2 separate regions of the Rattus norvegicus genome follow, and region 2 is linked to region 1. Evidence: chromatin contacts called from public Hi-C data. All regions are on one chromosome and are shown on one strand. The core of a region is the stretch at or near the end of the contact, and the rest is flanking DNA. Distances in the headings are between cores, read along the strand shown. Region 1 holds the start of Jdp2 (Jun dimerization protein 2). Region 2 overlaps Jdp2 (Jun dimerization protein 2).

Region 1 (3,484 bases), core at 164-2,663:
AGCACCCAGAGGCACAAGAATAGTTGTTTCTATCCCCGGGACCTCAGGTTTCTGCAAAATCAAGAGACTGGCTCACACCTGATCCCTGGTTAAACTCTCCCCTAGAAACCTGCACAGGAAGGTAAGTCTGCCATCCAAGCTGAAGCCAGATTTGCTGGAAAGCAATGAAAGCAAGAGGGGGTGATTTTTAAGCCCCGGGGGAAGGGAGACGTGGGGGTTGGGGGGGGGGGAAGACTGTTGCTAACAGCCTTTGGGACAAGCAGGTACCCAGCGGTGGTGGGGAGCCTGTTTCTCATGCTGCCTGAATTAAGATCCTGGGTACAGTGGCCCAAGATTTAACAATACACAGACCTGTGCCACAGTCCTCTGGAAGGTGCCACAGTCCCCTGGAAGGTGCCAGTCCAACACACAAAGGCTGGACAATCTTCTACCTGGAGCCGACTCAAACGGTCGATTGATTCCCTCCTTGCACCCGCCTCTCCACCTCTATCCCCAAATAGCCCATCCACTTCTACAAATGAGCCAAGGTTTCCCAGGTTTGCCAGTTCCACCAGATACCCAGGCAAAGCCTGTCTCTACCACTCCGGAGTCCAGGAGTCCAGATGGAAGGTCTAGGCTTCTTGGATAAGAAGGACAGAAGAGTGCCTTCTAAACTGGGCAGGTTACCTAAAGAAGCCTGCTTACCTTCTTATGTAACCTGATGTGCCAGATGGGATCCCAAGGGGACTTGGGACTACCCCGTGGTTCCCTCTTAACCCAACCAGAGCCCGCAGCAATGCTCTTAAGTGAAGGAAGCCCTGTTGGTTAGATGCCTTTCCCAATACCCTCCTCCAGGTCTTGCGGAGCTGCGGAAGAGGCTGGGGCGCGACCTGTCAGCAGGTCTAGGGTGTGCATGCCCCCTCGAGTATCCCCGCAGTCCCCGACACAGTTTTCTCCCGCTCACCCCGCCCTCTCCGCCGTCTGTGCACTGCACCTCCCAGCACACGCACTGGGGGAAGGAAAGCAAGGAGGGAGCGTCCCCGCTGTCCCGGCCACAGACAGGGCTGCCCGGCCAGCCGGGGAACCACGGGTTGGCAGCGGCTGCAGCGCTCCAATACAGTGCTCCGGCCTTGGGATGGCGAGAGCCCCAGCGGTAGTTACTACGGGGGTGGCCGCCCCAGGTGCCCGCAGCCCCGCCTCCCCCCTCCGTGCACCCACCGTGCAGAAGCCGCTGGCGGAGGCGGCGGCCCCGGGCCCAGAACCCTGCTGCAGGCGCCGTGCCCTCTCCGCGCTGCTGCCGCCCGCTGCCCAGGCCCGTCCCGGCCCGGGAGCCGCCGCGGCGCCAGCCCCGCCGCCGCCGCTGCAGCGCCCGCCGCCGCCAGTGCCCCCCGTCGCGGCCGCCGAGAGTCCCTCCCGCAGGCTGTGGCGGGCGGCGGGACGGGTTGCATCAGCCCCGGCTATATAGCGGGCCCTGAGTGGCGGGGAGGGGTCGGGAATGCGGAACCGGTCGAGCTGCCAGCTCCACACGTCAGAGGGGGACGGAGAGGAAGAGAAGGAGGGGACCGAGAGGAGGGGGTGTGGATCGCGCGCTTCACACCCACTGACCTTCACCTCCCCCGCCGCCGGCGCCCTCCTCCCGCCGATGCTCGCGCTCCTCCGCCTGCGGGACCGGCCCGGGCCCTGCGGCGCTTGTCCCGGCAGCATCGCGGTCGGGCGGCGCGCCCCGCCCGCGGCTCCCGAGAGCGCGAGGCAGCAAGACACGGCGAGCGGTTATGTAAGCGCATCCCCTGCTCGGCCTCGCGGCCGCCACCCCCAAAATGCTGCACAGCCGGGGAGGCAGCGACGCGAAGGCGGCGGCCGGATGAGCAGAGAACCCCTTCCAGCTCAGCCCACGCCGAACCATCCTCCTCCGTCCGGTGCGCTCTCCCCCAAATCCAGAGCGAGGGTGACGTTGCGCGCAGTGGTGTCTTCGGACGCTGCAGGATCTCGCAAGCCCGTTTTGTTTTTCCGTAAGAAGCATGGGCGGGGGTTTAAGGCGTTTGGAAGCTTCAGTCCCTACCCCCTGTCCACCAAAGCGCCCTGGCGTCCTGAGGCCATGCGGTGAGTGGACTGAGATCCAGAAGTGCAACTGCACCCCGGAGGCCACCGTTGTTGTCAGTGGCCGGCCCAGTTTGACCCAGGGCTCTTTGCCCAACTCCAGCAGCCTTTTGCCTTCCTTTGACTGAATGCAGCAGTGAGCCGGCCAGCAAGACCTACAAATGCCTTCTTCCTCAAGGATTCCAGGGCCAGCTTCTGTGCCCTCCTCCCAACCTCCTACAGAGGTAGATGGTAAAGGACACTCCGGAGAAAAGGACAGTCCTTCAAAGGCTGGTACACAAAACCCTCAGGCAGAAATGTGTGTGTGGCATCTGAGAAATATTTGCACACACACACACACACACACACACACACACACACACACCCCACACACACATGCTTGTGCGCGCACGAGCGCGCGTCTCCAGACCCTTGGGTGACCAGCCCCGGAGACCCCTTCCGCTTAAACCAGAAAGGAGTGGCAACGTTGACACTCAGTGACCTTCGGCCTCCTTCTCAGAAAGACAGCAGGTCATCACCCATAGAAGAAAGGAAGTGAAAGAAAAAGTTCGTATCTTCATAGAGTACAAATGCTGAGAGCAAAAGACCAACAGGGAGGGAAGGAAGTACATGTACCAAGCGGGACAAGCAGGTCTCCACGTGCGTGTGTGCCTCCCTGCAGGGAAGAATCAATCTCCATTTTACCCTTATGTCTTCCTGCAAGGGAGAGCAGATTGAATGGATAGAGACAGACCAAGCCCTAATGACATCACTGTGCATCTTCCTGGTCAGCATCCACAACTTCCCTCACAACACTGATGAAAGAAAAAAAAGAGAGACTCCAAAGGAACACACAGCACAAACTCAGTGGCAAGTCCTGTGGAACAGGACTCTGCAACCCAGAAAAGCCAGCAACACCTTTACAACGACACAAAGATCAAAGCCGGAGACTGGGAAACTGGCTTACATCATGTTTCTCCCCTAAGATGAGGGTCTGGATGTTTATGTGAAAGAAAACACTGAACGGAGGAAGCATTACTTCATGTGTCATTGTTGGGACTCTGAAAAAGCTAAACTCATCACTGTGCAGGGCCTAACAATTAACATGTGTGCTTAAAGCTGGCCTTCTCCTGGGCCTAATTTGGATCGTGGCTAGGTGCAGTAGTCCTGGCTGGCCTTTACTTCCTCCACAAATTAAATACGCTACAGGGAAGGCACTGGGGTGGGGGCACTCAGGGGTCTTTATTCCCTCATCTCCCCATACTATCTGTTGGGCTCCCCCATTTTGATATAGTTGTTCCCCAGTTTTATAGAGGATGCTATACAAATAACATCTCAAGTCCTCTCTCCTAGCCACATGGTTTCCTACCAGACCTCTCTATGTAGTCATTGCTTCTGGGCGGGACCGAAGGAAGGGCCACAGTTGGCT
Region 2 (3,388 bases), core at 827-3,326, 38 kb before region 1:
TCGTAGGAAGTAAACGGGGCCTTGAACTTGTCAGTTAAGGCTTCAACAAGCAGTGGCTTCATCTTGTCTCCCCGAGTCTCCAATTCCCCGTCTATGAACTGGGGACCACAGCTGCCCCTTGACGAGGCTGCTGAGAAGATGAAGGGAGACAGGTTTGAATCGAGCGAGCACAAGATAAGCCAATTGCGGGATCCATGGTGCAAGGCCAGGGCTGCTTTGCTCCCAGCAGTGGTTCAGTTTGTTGCAGTGCCTGGCACACTCAAGGGTATACTCAAAAGGAAGCTGGAGGAGAGAGGACCCAAGTTCAATCCCCAGGAAGCATATCAGATGGCTCGCAACAGCCTGTAACTCCAACTCCTAGGGATCCAAATTCTGCACACATCTACACAAAGACACATACTCCACCACACATACATACATACACACACACACACACACACACACACACACACACACACAATTTTTTAAAAACTTGGCCTAAGTAAATGAAGCAAGTACTCTCAAAATGGTATGTGCAGAGTTCTTTAACATCTCTAGGCCTCAGACTCCTCATCTGTGAAATGGGCATATTCAGGCTTACTTGGTAGGGCAGGTTTGGAAACTCTTCCCAAACATCTGCCCTGGGCATGCCCTCTCCCTGGGCAGACACCACTCGAGGCAGCTGGGTAATTAAGAGCAATGTTTACTGAGCGATACAGGACTGAGTACTAGGAAGGGGTTACAAGGATGGAAATGTACCCCACCCGCCTGGCTACCCCCCCAACACCCAGAGCCTACAGTACTTAGGAATTACAATGGCTGTAACAGCAGACCATAGCATATTTGTACTGTGTCACATCGAGTGATTATAGAAATCCACATATATATATTGCTCGTATAAAATCTTTTTTTTGTAAAAAATATTAAAAAAAAAAAAAAGAAAGAAAGAAAGTATAAAAAAACCGTGTGCAGTTGGAAGCCCCGCCAGGACAGCCAGTCTGTAAACATTCATTGATTGGGTGTGTGCTTTGGAAGGGCGCCCGCGCCTCAGTGCCTCAGCAAACTCCAGCTGGGCCATCGCAGCCCCACAGTGCACCCCCTTTCCACCGGGCTTGGGCAGGGCTGGGGAAGGTGGATTACAGACTCCGCTGAGCTCCATCCTCGGCCACACTGTGTTTGCAATGCATGGCTTTTCTTGGCTGCTCCGTAGTCCCCTGGGTGGGAGTCTTGGCGGAGAGAGCCCAAGGTGGCTACCTGGTTTGGCACCTCTCCGGCTTAGGTGCCCTTCAAGTTGGGCCCTGGAGTGGGGCAGCCCCTATCTGCGGGTCAACCTTGGTCTCAGCACCTGGTCCCTCTGGTTTCTTCAGTCCGCTCTTGCTCTTGTGCGGCTGGGCTGAGTTTCCAAAAAGAGCCAGCTGGAGGCCAGTTATGCTAAGCCTCATCATAGAGTTTGTCACGTGCCCGGGAGGGGCCCTCCATCACTTTGCTCCTCCTCCTCTTTGCTGCTCCTCCTCTTCCTCCTCTTCCTCCGCTGCCTCCTCCAGGCTTTCAGTCACTTCTTGTCCAGCTGCTCCAGCAGCGGGTTGCCTTCCGACTCCGGCGTCCTGACGCTGTCTGTACGCACGATACAGGTGGGCCGGTGGCGGTTGAGCATCAGGATCAGCTGCTGCCTCTCAAGCTTCAGCTCCTCTATCTGGGTCTTTAGCTCTGCGTTCATGAGCTCCAGCCTCTCTGACTCCTGTACAGACAGAGACACACCATTAGTTATCACCGCCAGCCTGCTCCTGAGAGGTGCCCAGCCATTCTGGCTGGGACCTGTGATGCTGCCATGGTTTTCTGCCTGCAGGGTTTCACTGAAGCATCTAAGGAGACTTTGGTCAGGCAGCACCGTGTCACACAGTATTGACCGCTGGCGCAGCAGGATGAGACCAGATGATACATGGGGGTTCAGATCCCTTTTTACTCCCTTTTCTCTACTACTCCAGCCTCACAGCTTTCCTGCTGTTGACTAAAAGAACACACCCAAAACTCCTCTGCTTGATGAAGAACAGACCAAGGGTCCAAGGTGGCCCACAGGGGGGCGACACAAGACCAAGTGCTTTGCTATGTCGGGTGGGATTGATAACTCACTGTGAGACATTCCTCCTAACTCGTGTGCCTCCTGGCCATTAGCTTGAACCGTTTAGAATGCTGGACCGGAAATGAGCTTTCAAACTGATGTCAGATGAAACGCCTACTGCCCTGGGCAAAGAAGGGAGGCTGAGGATGTGATGGGTAGGGGGTTGTGTGTGCACAGCCAGGACAGGTGACAAGCACATCTGCTCAAGGCCTCGGGCTCGCACAGCAGGCAGGAAGAACACGGCAATGGAGTCTTCCTGCTTTTCTTATAGCCTGAAACTGAAAGCTCTCCTCACGTGTGTGAGCTGAGGAGCCTCAGGCCAGTGAGCTCCTCACTGGGAATAACTTTGTCCCTGGGTCTGGAGAAGTGTCTGGCTGTCACGGCTAAGGAAGAGTTATTGGCAGATGAGGGATGGAGAATAAAGATGTGATTGTGCCAGATGAGACCTTTCAGCCCTAGACACCAACGGTTCGGATGCTGAGGGACCAGTATTAGTCCCAGAGCAGGCTAAACTTGGGGCTGCCTGTGTGCAGGTCCTTCTGCCCAGTGGGGTACAGTTGGGGACAGCCTCCCTCTGAGAATGAGATCTTTGGTGGGGTCCCCACACCTTGAGGTAGGAGAAGCTATCTCCCTCATGATGCAGGCCTGTCAGAGGTGTGTCTTGTGCACCTTCTCTGAGGTGGCTGCATGGGTTCCCAGGGAGCTCCGGATGTCTGAGGGAGGCAGGCTTTAGGACCAGACACTCAGAGCAATGGCTTTAAAAAGGAGAAAAGCCAAGAGGGGGAAATATTAAGAAAAAAAAAATCTATGGTGGCTTTTAATGGGACAGGCTGAGACAAGACTGGAATGCCGGCTTGGTCTGCAGTTCTCAGAATTCTGAGAGATGGCTAGTGTTTCCTCCCTCCTCACCTCCCCCAGCCCAAGCTGCTAACACAATCTTCAGATTGTCCTCAGCCATTGTATTGAGAAGCCTCAGGGCCATCTACCCACCTCTGAGGATGTGCCTCGGCCTGCAATGAAGATGAATGCTTTGGGGAATCCAAAGCTTATGAGGATCCCCCTCCCCCACCCCACTCCCCATGGCTCCTGAGGAGTGTGCACTCGGCACACAAGGCCCAGTTAATGACCGACCGCCATTCTGAGTGTAGGAGATGAGGGACTCTAGGTAAGAAACTCTGAGTGCAAAGGAGAGATGGGGCAAGCTGCCCTGTGTGAAGACACAGCAGGGACCACAGCAGGGTACAAGGTGGAGAGGGCAGAGAAAGCAGGACAGAGAGAGCCACGTGGCAG

Evidence for each region. A called contact is a pair of places that touch in the nucleus more often than the background predicts.
Region 2: a Hi-C map of Schwann cells shows a contact between it and region 1, with 4 times the contacts expected there. The contact joins the enhancer-like site here to the promoter of Jdp2 in region 1. A contact is called at or near these places in 4 of 12 Hi-C or Micro-C datasets (the A7r5 cell line, Schwann cells, liver and 1 more).

The regions. Positions count from the first base shown.
Region 1 is chr6:110,991,520-110,995,003 of GRCr8, reverse strand. Jdp2 (Jun dimerization protein 2) reads right to left here and starts at 1,413. Exons shown (of 4, transcript NM_053894.3): 1 at 1,198-1,413.
Region 2 is chr6:111,030,514-111,033,901 of GRCr8, reverse strand. It overlaps Jdp2 (Jun dimerization protein 2), which reads right to left. Exons shown (of 4, transcript NM_053894.3): 4 at 510-1,717. The coding sequence ends at 1,532. Among named protein-coding and RNA genes, the nearest start is that of Jdp2, 39 kb to the right of the region's middle. Within about 2 kb of position 2,076, at least 3 of the 93 cell types and tissues checked have an H3K27ac peak or open chromatin away from gene starts, as enhancers often do. A contact at or near this core is called in Schwann cells, where this site is marked.